Regions from separate parts of the Mus musculus genome. Here region 2 is linked to region 1. Evidence: chromatin contacts called from public Hi-C data. All regions are on one chromosome and are shown on one strand. The core of a region is the stretch at or near the end of the contact, and the rest is flanking DNA. Distances in the headings are between cores, read along the strand shown.

Evidence for each region. A called contact is a pair of places that touch in the nucleus more often than the background predicts.
Region 2: a contact with region 1 is called in a Hi-C map of liver, with 2.1 times the contacts expected there. The contact joins the promoter of Abcg5 here to the enhancer-like site in region 1. A contact is called at or near these places in 4 of 39 promoter capture datasets (embryonic stem cells, liver and macrophages), 19 of 484 Hi-C or Micro-C datasets (8-cell embryo, the Patski cell line, embryonic stem cells and 5 more), 4 of 115 datasets of contacts at active chromatin or transcription factors (embryonic stem cells, hepatocytes, intestinal villus epithelium and 1 more) and 3 of 9 other capture datasets (adipose tissue, liver and pancreatic islet).

What each region holds. Positions count from the first base shown.
Region 1 is chr17:84,645,677-84,652,287 of GRCm38.p6, forward strand. It overlaps Dync2li1 (dynein cytoplasmic 2 light intermediate chain 1), which reads left to right. Exons shown (of 13, transcript NM_172256.2): 9 at 1,569-1,645; 10 at 1,970-2,040; 11 at 3,540-3,637; 12 at 4,033-4,125. Among named protein-coding and RNA genes, the nearest start is that of Dync2li1, 23 kb to the left of the region's middle. Within about 2 kb of position 2,180, at least 33 of the 459 cell types and tissues checked have an H3K27ac peak or open chromatin away from gene starts, as enhancers often do. A contact at or near this core is called in 8-cell embryo, hepatocytes, liver and 1 more, where this site is marked.
Region 2 is chr17:84,681,363-84,687,991 of GRCm38.p6, forward strand. Abcg5 (ATP binding cassette subfamily G member 5) reads right to left here and starts at 1,649. Exons shown (of 13, transcript NM_031884.2): 1 at 1,366-1,649; 2 at 649-770. The coding sequence starts at 1,511. It overlaps Abcg8 (ATP binding cassette subfamily G member 8), which reads left to right and starts at 1,759. Exons shown (of 13, transcript NM_026180.3): 1 at 1,759-1,932; 2 at 5,255-5,359. The coding sequence starts at 1,870.

The DNA.
Region 1 (6,611 bases), core at 930-3,429:
AATAGTTGGTGGTTTGCTTTCCTGAGTCAAAGTGCTCAAAGAGAGTAGAGCCCCAGGGCAGGGTGGAGCCTGTTGCTGCCCCAGCTGAACGAGCTCTGTATTCTGTGTATGTTCAATATCTATGCATTTAGAGCACTTCCCATTTCTTTATGTGTTCTCTTTACCTTCTTAGCCTGAGCTCTGTCTGCCTATACGTCAGGCTTTGGAAAGTCTTTTTGCCATTTTGAAAAGAACCAGTGGGGAGGAAGTTTCTAGTTCATTCATTTCTGCTAATGAGTGGAGAGGAGCACCTCCGAGGGTGGGAGGGGTGGCTCTGGGGAGGACACGGGGAGGAAGGGGAACGAGGGGAGGGGGAGGTGGGGGAGACGGGGGGGGGGGGGGCGGGGGAGGGGTTCCCAGCACTGAGCTGACTCAGGAGCACCAGCAGGAGTGGAGGGAGGGGTTTGAGAGGCAGCAGATGGTGAGATGAGTTGGTGAGAAACCTTGAGTGCTCTCCCACCCCTCGACCCTGAGAAACATTTGTGCTTAGGCTTGCTCCTCGCCCCTGTGGTAAAAACAAAATATTACAAAATTACATAGTTTAAAGCAATAACAATATATTATAATGTAACAAATATATAATTTCTTAGTAAAACTAAGTACAACAATCTTTTTTAATTAAAAAAATCCCTATTTTACATATCACACGATAAACATGATCATTATTAAATTCTTTGTTTTAAATGAATGTGTCTGACCTTTGTGAGCCCTTGTGTACTGTACTTCCTCTGTGAGCCTATTCTTACACCAGAGTCAGCGTTGTCCTGTGGACCTGCCATGGGAACCAGAAAGTTGCCATCTTTGCTTTATAAGTATTTCATTTCACTTCATACATCTGAGCCATTCTCCTTTGCCTTTGAATAGCAAAGTATTTAGAAGGCAAACAGTGACTGACCATCTGTGGAGGACACACAAACACACACACACTTCCTGCTTACTCAAGAGTCAGAGCCTAACTCTTGGTGGCAGGCACCCCCTTCACCATCCTGGGGTGCTGCAATTTGGCTCTCTTAGATCTACCCAGGAGAAGATTCAGAAATTGCCTACCCCCCAGCTCTGCAGGCAATTAAAAAAAGAAGCTAAAAAAAAATCAATTCAGGGAGTGCCGGTGTGACTGTCCCCGCCTGCAGCTGTCACAGTTACTTTTATATATGCTTCTCCCTATCTAACTGACCCAGTTAGATTGGGGGACATTTTCTTTTAGAACATTAAGAATGTTTGTGTTAACACACACCGCAAACATTTCAGGCAAACACTAATGTACAAATTAAAAACAAATTCTGATGATGGAAATTGGTGAGATGATTGGTGAGCTCTCTGGGTCCTTCCTGGATCACGCACTCATGAACTCGGTACCGAGGCAAGCTGATCCAGGTTGCCTTAGTCAGCCTCTGTTTTGTCGACTCAAATATACATGTTTTGAGGAAAAGAAGTTGTAATTCTCTGGCCAGTTGTGCTTGTTTAAAGCTGTGTTTTTTACTGTTAGAGGATGAGAGAGCAGAGTGTAATTTATCTCATTTGTTTCTAAGTTTACCAGCAAGTCAGAAGCTCTGTTACTGAAGATACGCGGTGTTATCAACCAGTTGGCATTCGGTATTGATAAAAGGTATTGGTAAATATTTTCCAATCAGTTCCCCCTGTTCCCTGGCTTCTGTATCTCCCTCCACCTTACCACTTTCCTGTGCTTATGATTGTCTTCTGTTCATTTTAAATGGAGTTGGAAGTTTTTGCATGTGTCTTCTCTGACTTTGTTCTTTCTCATGGTTTGAGCTGACTATGGTGTTAGTCTGTCACAACCAATGGTACTGGTCCATTTGGGTCAATGCTCTCATCCATGACTTAGATAAAATGTGGCCTTTGTATTTATACTAGAACGTGGCAGCATATTTAACTGGTGAACTAAATTACAATCTTTTTCTTTGCCATACAGCAAATCAATATGTGTGGATCAAAATAAGCCACTGTTTATCACAGCAGGACTGGATTCTTTATGTCAGATAGGTTGGTGAACTTATTAATATTGCTTAATCTTTTTAAATTGCTTATTGATTTTCTCTTCCTGCCTCCTTGGTCTCCAGCACACCACCATTTCTGGCTTCATTTCGTAACAGTTATTTCATAAGCATTCATTTGTATCCCCAGAATTGAGGAAGCTCCCAGCACATTGACGTACTTGTGATAGAAGGCAGGGCACTGCGTGGAGAAGTAAGAGCCAGAACTGAGACGTGGCTCAGAAATTAGAAGTACTTGCTGCTCTTCCAGAGGACCCAAGTTTAGTTTCCAGCACCAGTGTTGGATACACACACACACACACACACACACACACACACACACACACATACACTCAAGTAGGGAATCAATACTTTCTAACCAAAATGATAAGGGAACCCTTGAAGGTTAATAGTTGAACATTTTGGGGGACAATAAAGATGTTAGAAAGGATAAAAATCTCAGGTTATAGATCAAAAATTGCCAGAAAGTGACTGAATTTTTTAATTTTTTCAAATTAACTTAAATATTCAAGTTATAAATATATTATCCTCATTAAAATAGTAGGGACAGGGACTGTAGCTCAGTGGTAGAGTGCCTCAAATGAGTGAGGTCCTCGGTACAACCCAGCACTTTGAGGGGGAAGAGGGAGATGAATCTCGTGTGTGGTATGTGCGTGTGCATGTGTGTGTGTGTGCACGTGCGTGTGTGTGCATGTATGTGCATGTGTGTGGTGTGGTGTGTGTGTGGTGTGTGTATGGTGTGTGTGTGTGTGTGTGTGTGCATGTATGTGTGTGTGCACGTGTGTGCATGTGTGCATGTATATGCATGTGTGTGTGCATGCATATATGTGTGCATGTATGTGTGTATGTGCATGTATGTACATGTGTGTGCGTGCACTTGTGTGTGTGGTGTGTGCATGTATGTGTGTGTGTGTGTGCACTTGTGTGTGTGTATGCAGGATCCCTCACACACCTCTCTGGTACTCTGCATTTATACACGTGTATATGGTGTAGAAACTTTACCAGTCTGCATTATTGAACTCAGTATACTTTAGTGGGTTTTCAATGTATATTCTGCTTACAGTTCTAATTAATATTTGAACTCTTTCCTGGTTATGGAACATAGCCATACATACTGACAGTTTATTCTCTATAGTAATGAACTTCTGGGCAGTGATCGGTTTTACGTAAAATGGATGGCGCTGCTGTATGAAGCCTTTACCATGAGCACATGCGTATTTCTATTGTGAACACTGAGACCTGGAATTACTGTGAACAGGGCACAGATACCAGTGTAGGGAGTGGGAGTCAGAGTTATAGCTCACCGTTATGTCTTGCTGCCTCTGTTTCCAGTACAACCACCAAGATAGCACAATCATAATAGTGTCTGTAATGTGGAGATGGAAAGCGAGAGACCTAGGACTAGTGCTTTAATAAACAGCATCTGCTTGTTAATAGTTTACAAAAATTGAATCTTTGTAGTCAATTGAGGTAAACTTTCAATTTTAGGGTCTCCTCCTGTTCCTGACAGTGACATTGGAAAACTTCAGGCCCACTCACCTATGGAGCTGTGGAAAAAGGTGTATGACAAGCTCTTCCCACCAAAGGTACATGTTCTTCATTGCTGGGAAGCTATCAGCTGTGACCGGAAATGCCCAAAGGCCTGTTCTGATAACTCCATCTCTCTCTCATGTTCCAAAATGATGAAATGTTTGCTAAAACTGTTGTAGACAAAGCACCATGAAGATTAATAGCTGAGTAAGACATGGCCCCTGTCCCTTCCATACAGGGTTCTCTGGCTGTTAGAAGACGGAGACACCTGACCCTGGCTGGAGGTGGGGAGCACGGGTGTGTTTGAGGTAGATTTCTGAGAGTCTGACGGAAGCTGTAAACAGCAAAGCGCTCTCGATGCCACGCTGATGGAGCTCAGCCTCGTAGACAGATAGTGACTATGGCAATGTGGGCTGTGGGCGTGAAATGACTTGGGAAACTGTAATTTCAGAGTACCGGCACCCTGAAGGCGGTCCAGGACCCAGCCCGAGACCCGCAGTATGCAGAAAGCGAAGTCGATGAGATGAGGGTTCAGAAGGACCAGGTATTTCCAAACCCAGTTTCACCAAAATATAGTATTCATCTGTAAATTCATACATTTTCATAATTTCTTACTTGCAAAATCATCTCAGTATTATATCTATCTGTATAGAAAAAATTCTGATATGCATATAAAAGAAACTTGAAAATCACCCACCACTCCACCACCCAAAGGAAATGTAAATATTTACACAGACCCTTTTCCAGTGTTCCAGTTTACTTGATGTTAAGATGGGTCCTAGCTCCCACGCTTGCTTGGGGAGACACTTAAGACACTCCTGTTTTAAGAGTCTTTGAGCGCTTTTGTTTCTCATTCGGTCATTAGACATGGTTATTCTTTCCTTGTCCTAGGAAAGTTACCTTGTCCAGTTAAGGACTCTACCCTGTCAGGCCAAGCTACATAGGCACACCTGACAGACTCTAGGATCTCTGAAGAAAGTGCTTAGAAGTAGACACGGCAGGATAGCCCCATTTCAGTATCAAATCTTACAAAAGCATGTAACTGTTGGTGAGGTCCACCATGACACAAGTAGTGCACATAGATTTTGTCAGCCCTCCTTTTACTGTGATAGCATAAGATGTCACACCATCTGTCCTTGTAAGAGGATACACTTGTAGAGCACACTGTGCCAGCTGGAAGCATGACCACATCTGGGCAGGTACGCAAAACAATGCCACTCGGACAGTCGCACTGGCACAGGGGTTACTTGGAGACATCCGTCTACTGTCCCAACCCCCAACAGTCCGCTGGGACTGGTGACCAGGGCATTTTTCCTAGCACTCACCCTTAACCCAAGAGGTCCTACATTTAAGTAAACAAAGTGTTTTATTTAAACACATTCCAGACAACTTGATAATATGCTGTGGATATTTAAATGGCTTTTATCTGTAGAGAAGCATGAAGCATAATGTAGGGTAATGAAACGACCTAATGTAACCCTCCTTGTACATGAGCCTTGGCTGGAGAGTTTATTGGCGGTCACCTCCCAATTAGTTTCAAGAGTCAATCATTAACCATTATTATCTGTTTCTATAGCATCGTGACTACTTTAATAAGGTCACATGCACAGGTGTTAGCAATATGCTGACGTATGTGGAACTCTGAACTTACACTTTGGAATTACATCTCCTCTTACTTCATGTTAGATGAAAGTGGGGCATCCATCTTCAACCCTTGTGTTCAGACAACACAACAGAACAGCCAGACTCTCTTAACTGACATAGTCTTTTTAACTCACCTACAAAAATTATAATATCTTCATTTTGCCAGTTTTATTTGTGTTGTCCTATTAGATAAATTGTGTGGACTTCAGATGGCCCATATAGAATCTTCATACAATTTGCACTTTGCTGTAAAAGTTGTGACAGTAATTACCACCTAATGCTTGATTATTTAATTAATATTTGATTCTAAAGATTGATATATAAAGATAGGTAGATAGATGATAGATAGATAGATAGATAGATAGATAGATAGATAGATAGACAGACAGACAGACATGATGGATAGATAGACAGATGGATGATGGATAGATGTTAGATACATAAATAGATGATAGAGATGGAGAGAGAAAATAAAAAGCGATAAGCTTAGGTGAAAGTCTCACCAGCTGTCTAGACTTCTGTCTTGATGTTGCCTCCTCTATCTTTTGATGATTATTGGTTGCTGGGTAGCATTTTCCCCTTGAAAGTAGCATTGAGGTCCTGAGGTCTGAGTTGACACTGGGTGATAGCATATTCATTTAAAAGAACAGAGCTCTGCCGCTTCTGACTTAAACATACTCAGGATTTGCCTCTGGGTGTGTGCGCGTCACTGCTAAAAGCAGCCTGCAGGCTCTCAGGCCCGTCTGGACTGACTAATCTGACACCTCGCACCCAGGACGTGCTTATTGCTCTTCCGGGGGTGAGATGCCATCCTGTATCATCAAATAACATCACTGGACTTGACCTTCCTCTCGTCTCCTTCCCTACCCCAAACTGCAACTGTTAGGCCTGGAACAGAAAGTGGTCCCCACTCACATGTGTGCGGTGAAGTTAGAGCATGGCATGAAGCTTAGGATGGAGAAGCAAGCTCAGGAATTCCATTCAGATCTGCCAGCTTCCATGGAGGTACCTTTCTATAAATAGCCCCCCAGTGTAGGGGCGGCACCCCACCACCACCGACCGCAATGCCACATTGGAAGTCTTTGTGATAAAGTACTTCTTTTATGGTAGCTGTTCAAATAAAACTATTTTTAGGAAATGAGAACGTGGAAAGTGCTAGCTTAGTCCCTCATCTCGTCTCAGTATCTTTGTTAAAGGACTATTGTCTTAGTCAGGGTTTCTGTTGCCGCAACAAACCACCATGACCAAAAAGCAAGTTGGGAGGAAAAGGGTTTATGCAGCTTACATTTCCACATTGCTGTTCATCACCAAAGGGAGTCAGGACTGGAACTCAAGCAGGACAGGAACCTGGAGGCAGGAGCTGGCGCAGAGGCCATGGAGGGTGCT
Region 2 (6,629 bases), core at 399-2,898, 35 kb after region 1:
ATTGGGGGCCTTCGAAGGAACTCCACAGGAAGACCAACAGAGTCAACTGACCTGGGCTCTTAGCTCTCCTAGGCCTCCCTGCACCACAGTCAATCAAACAATCAGGAGGGGTGGCCAGGAGAAGGTCAGTGAGCAGAATGCAAAGTGAGAAAGAAAGTAAGGAAGAAAGAAAGAAAGAAACAAAGAAACAAAAGAAAAGAAAGGAAGAAAGGAAGAAAGGAAGGAAAGAAAAGAAAGAAATATAGAAGGAAGAAAGAAAAAAAGGGAGAGAAGGGAGGAAGGGAAAGGAAGGGAAGGAGGAAGGGAGGGAAATACATTTGGGGCTGGGGTGCTGGGGCAGAAGGTTTACTGAGCATGCCCAAGGCTCTGGGTTTGCTCTCTAGCATCACAGTCAATCAAACAAGCAAAGAAGGCACTTACGTGTTAGGCAGGACTTTCCACTCTTTCCAGGGATTTTCCTCAAGATTTCACTTTGGTACTAGGTTCTATTGGCAGCCAGACAAGTCACCAGATTGTATTCAAATGCCAAATGCATGGCTGCCTCTCTACAACTTAAACTTACTTCTTAAACATTGTGCTTAGACAGAGCCAAAGCCTCCCAGAGCCTGCCTTAGAAGTACAGGAGCCCCGGCCCCCCCAGGCACTTACCTGAGCTGCCTAAGATGCACATAATCTGGCCACTCTCGATGTACAAGGAGACATCTTTGAGGATTTGCCTGTCCCACTTCTGCTGGCATGATTTGATGTTCCACCAAGGCCCGACACGGTTGCTTTAAAGGAAATCCCACAAGGGCAAAGGCAGAGTAGGGTCCTGGAAGGTGCCAGACCCCTGCTCCCAGCCCTACCCCATCCCAGTTGCCCCTGGACAGGTTGACAACTCTGTTTTAGCCTTATGTACCACTCTGTTGTCCTTGGAGGTATAATGACAAGTTGGCCACCACCCAAGGAGCATGCCTCCCATTAGCTGCTCTGATTACTGGGTCTCTGACTGGGAGATGGTACACCTGCACACTGCTTTCTTCTTGAAGTGAACCCTGCATTCCTTCAGCAGTGTTCATTCCATTTTGTGCCCCCAGCACCCCCACTCTCCGAGCCTTCTCCATCTACACAGGACAGGTGGTGGGCGAGTCAAGGAAGGGGAGAGCAGAAATCAGTGAGAAGCAGCAAGCGGCTTCAGGCAGGGCATGTTTTAATGTCCAGGCTCTGCCCTGCGCAGGAGGAGGAGGAGGAACGACTCACTGTTGTTACAGACTGTCCACTTTCACCCTGATCTGCTGGACAGACAACCCAAAGCCCACAGGCCCACCCACCCATTCAGAAAAGGCAATCAGAGAGCCTAGCTTTTTGCTGTGGAGGTCCCCTTACCTGACGCTGTAGGACACATGCAGGACACCTAAGCTGTGCCGAGCCTCTGTGCCCGTGACCGAACCTTGCTCCAGGGAGCTCAGAGACCCTCTGTTGATGTGAGGCCCTCTGGCTCCCTCTGGACTCAGAAAGGGCAGCTCACCCATGGCTAGCAGGAAGCAAATGCAAGTGAATTTTCTAGTGGCCTGTCCGGCTCCAGGGCAGCTTTAACTGAGGAGCCAATGGGAGTGCCCTGTCCGATCCTACCCAGCCCTGGAATCCTCGTGAGATAACAGTTCACCAATTTGGCCAACGATGCCATTATCTGATGTACCTTTAGCCAGAGTGTCCTTATCTCGACAATAGGCAGAACACACGGTGTGTTTATAGGAGTGTTTGCCAGAGAGGAATGCTGGGAGAAAGGCTGGCACAGAGGAGGGCTCAGGTGCCCCAGCTCTAAGGAGCAAAGACAGAGAGAGCCCAACAGCAGGGGAGGCCACACAAAGGGCACAAACAGCACTGGTCATGGCTGAGAAAACCAAAGAAGAGACCCAGCTGTGGAATGGGACTGTACTTCAGGATGCTTCGGTGAGTGAGCTCTGCCAGGGGGGAGGCAGTGTCAGACTGACTTTTCTTTCCTACCACAGGATTAGTCCTAATGTACCACCTGGACTTCAAGTAGAATGGAAATGGGGCGGCAGGGCCCTGTCTCCTCAGTGTTGATGGTCTGAGGGGAACAGTCTCAGGAGCCAGGAGACCTCTGAGGTCACTTCCCCACGACAGCACGCTCCTGTGAATGACCGGGATTGATGTTTTCCAAATGACATTCCATCACAGAGCGTTGACCCATGTGACTGTCAGACCAAGAATCTCAGTGGTAGTCAAGAGACAGCGGGGAGGTAACAACAGATCGCTACGCTTGCCATACTTATGTAGTAAGTTAGTCCTTGGCATTGTTTGGTGAGAACCAGAGGAAAGAGAAGGCCAGGGGGAAGCCTAAAGGTCTCTGTGTGAGGCTGAGAAGCTGCAGGGACAGACAGACCAATAGACAGAGAGACAGAGAGAAAGGGCAGGTGTCAGGAACAAATGCCAAGGAGGGGTTGAGGCATCTCGCTACCTTGTAGAGTTGAGGCTCTGCTTAGAGAAACCTCACTGAAAGGGCAGGGCTCACGGCTGGGAAGTCAGGTCATAAATCCCTCTGAGGGCCACTTTCCTCTTTCTCCTCTTCCCTCTTCCTTCTTCCTTCCTCCTCCTCTGCCCCCCCACTTCTCCCCCCCCCCTGTGTGTAACAGGAGGTTGAACCAAGTGTTCTACAACTGAGCCATTCCCCCAGCCCACGATTTATTTTTTTCTCTTATTACAAGAAAATATTTCTATGGCTACACATTGGTTTCAGGCAGTTTACAAATACACTGGCTGTGATAGTGATCGCTTGTTTGGGAGCGTCAGAATTGTGTGCTTGCAGTCTTATGGTCTGGGAGGGAGGCAGAGTGGACAGAGAGCAGCGAGGTGGCCAGGAAGTGGAGCTCCTAGGCCTCCTTCCTCATTAACCGGAGAAACATTTGCTTGATAAATGGCCTTTGACTCGAGTTGTGGGCAGGATTTGAAGCAGAAGGCAGTATGGGAAGACAGAGCAAAGACGACCTCCCCCTCCCCCCAGCTTCTACACCCGGCCCACTTTTCTGGAGACAAAGACCAGAACAGGATGGCCACATTCAACAGGGACGCCTCAGTCCCCTGTTCTAGGGGAGACAGGATTGCCTGAGATTGACCAATCCTACTACCACAGCAACAGGCAACTCTGCTGTCAGAATCCCCATGAGGCAGACGTCTATGGGGAAATAACTCCTTCTACGTCTTTGATGCTCCCTTCCTGAGTAGGATATAAAATCAGTGGTGGGTGTGGGGGCTTTTGCCCTTCAGATTACAGCTAAAAAGGCAATGAGCTGTCAGAATTCTATATTCAAAAGTGTGCCTAGGTCCTGCCACCTACAAGTTCCTTCTGTGAGGTCCCACTGTTGTAGGTGCCCTGTGATGGCCCGCCACTGACAACTGCAGGGCTTGGGGTGGGGGGGAGACAATGACACTGATATGCCCTGTGCCTCCGTTCTTAAAAGCTGTCAGTCAAGCTAAAAACTGCCCAGTGGTTTCCAGCCTCTCATCTCTGTATGCAAATTTAGAAAACTGAGCATTTCTTGCGGAGCTGGCTGGCTTCTGCTCCATGCCGTGGCCATCCATCTCCTCCTCTGCCCACCCAGCATCTCACTCTACAAAGAACTCACATAGCGGCCACACCGTCTTTCTACTCATATTCGAGTCAGGTCTTCACAGAGACCGGCACTACCCATACTCAGTGATGGCCTGGAAGGAGGGAGGAGATCAGGGCTATCTCACAGGGAATTCTGGCACTGAGTACCAGGGCGCCAGGACCCATGGTCTACAGCTCCTCGCACTGCAGACAGGGATAGGAAAGCCTGGACTCTAAGCAGAGGCAGATGAGATGGTGTCTGCAGGGGTCAACAGAGGGCCAGGTATGTGCCTTGGGCCAAAGACTTACCATATATGTCCCCACCAGGCACCACTGTTTTCTGCACATTTCTCCCTTTTTGTGCCCTCTGGATTTTCCCATGTGTCTGTGCTTCTGACTCAGGAATGTAACCAGAAGTTAATACAAGGAGACGTTACATTGTAGCCCAGCAGGAGCCACACTAGTTACCTACAAATAAACCCGCTTTCACTTTTTTAGGGTGTCACCTGTCACAGATTCAAATGATGTTCTGACAGTCGTGCTGATTAATGTGTCAGCCGAATAGATATTTAAGGGTTTGAAAAATAGAGAGAATTTGTCAAAACCTCAGGAATCCTTCCTGGGTGCCAAGGAAAATATTTTAAAATGGAACAGAAGTCATCCACAAGCCAGACAGGATATATTTTTTTTTTCCTTTCAGAAGCTGAGTTGACTGTGAGGCTCCTGGAAACCCAGACTCTCCGTGTGGACGGGGTCAGTGGGTTTGAGTGAGTCAGAGTGGCGACCTGGGCACTAATCAACTGCATCCCTGTCTTCCACTCTGTCCTCTCTGTCTGTCTAACCCCCCCCCCCCCAGGTCTTCACATTAGCGCAGTAACCTGAGAGCTTTCCTCCCTCAGTAGCCCCTCCACTCCTGAAGCCAATGGAAGAAACTTTGTATCAGTACAAGTGTCTAGGAACAAATTCCTAGCCCATGCAAGTAACTAAGATCTCTCCTAAAGATAATTGATTTGAAAACAAGAAACCCCAGGGACCCCGGATGTGTTGCTATGGTTCTGTCAGTATCATGATTGGCCTAGTATATTTGATGCTATGGATTTGATTCCCCAACACACACACACACACACACACACACACACACACACACCCCAAAAGATATCTCCAATATATTCCTACTTCAGAGAGATGAATTATATTACAGGGTAGGGGATGGTTGGCAGTCAGATCCTGGGCATCAAAATGAGATGGGAGACATAAATTCTAGTGTTCTGAAGCACAGCGGGGTGACCATAGTTTAAGCCATTGCTATTATTATTTTTTAGTAAAGATCAGAGAATGGAGCTGGGGTGATGCTCAAACATTAAAAGCACCTGAGAATACCTGGACCCCATTCCCATCACACACAGATGGTTCACAACCACCCATAACTCCAGGTCCAGAGGACCCAGTGACCTCTTTTGACCTCTGAGGGTGCCAGGTATGTGTGTGGCGCACGCACATGCATGCAGGCAAACAGTCATACACACAAAATAAAATAAAAATTTTACTTTCAAAGCAAAAGACCCGGAGAGAAGAATCTGATGGTTTCCAACACAAAGAAATGAGAACCGGGGAAGGCGCTCTCTGCATGTGACCCTTACACATTGACTACATGTCTCCCAGCAGGGCCTCCAGGACAGCTTGTTCTCCTCGGAAAGTGACAACAGTCTGTACTTCACCTACAGTGGTCAGTCCAACACTCTGGAGGTCAGAGATCTCACCTACCAGGTAGGGGCACGTGCCTGGGTTCAGGGGAGAAGGGTGGGCAGCTAACAAAATGTTCAGGAGAAGGAAGGGTGAGCCCACTCTGTAGGTTCTCTAATCCCAAGGGTGAAGTTCAGACTGTCCTGGGCGCAAGCCCTATCTGCAGCTAGAGGTTTGGAAAAGGGTAGAACCCCTCGTGAGGATGCTAGTGTTCACTGTGAAGGCCTGTGGGGATGTCGGTACTCATAACTTTAAAATTTGAAATCCTTCTCTAGATATAGATATAGTGTGTGTACATTTATGCACATATATTTTTATGTTTGTAATATTATATATATATCATATACATAAAATATATGTGTTTATATATACATACATATGATGTAGCTATACAATGTATGACATATATGAACGTATTATATATCTGTATTAGATGACAGATATCAAAGGGGCTGGGGAGACAGCTCACTCAGTAAAGTGCCTGAGCTCAGATTTCCAGAACCCACAGAAGACAATCTGGCCTGGGTGGCACAAGTCTGTGATCCTAGAGTCTAGAGGATCCTTCATGTCATTCAGCCTGGCCGAATCTGTGAGTTACAGGTTCAGCAAGAGACCAGGTCTCAAAAGTAAAGTAGAAAGTGCCATTTACCGCTGGGCTCTCAACACACATGTGCAAGGTGCATTCACACACAAATGTGCATGTACATACCTGTAGAAAACACACATAGCAAACACACAGTGTTTGTGGAGACACACTTTTTGCCTGGCTTCCCTTGAAGTCCACATCTTGCAAACTACATAGTAATTATCAAAACTAGGAAATTAACAATATGCTCTTAAGTAAATGACAGTTTGTTGAGATTTCATTCACTTAGATCTATTATCATCTATCTGTCATCTATCTAACATCTATGCATCCATCTATCATCTATTATCTAACATCTATCTATGCATCCATCTATCATCTATTATCTAACATCTATTCATCCATCTATCATCTATATATCATCTAACATCTATCTATCCATCCATCTACCATCTATCTATTATCTAGCATCCATCTATCATCTATCTATCTATCTATCTATCTATCTATCATCTATCTATCTATCATCTATCTACCTATCTGTCTATCATCTATCTATCTATCTATCTATCTATCTATTTATGTACCTACTTATGGTCTATTTTTTATAAAATATGTTGTCCCATTGCCCATAAAACATGTAGAATGTGAAGGCACCCAGGAAGGGCCCCCAGAATGCCTTTGTCAGAATGCAATGATTCCCCATTC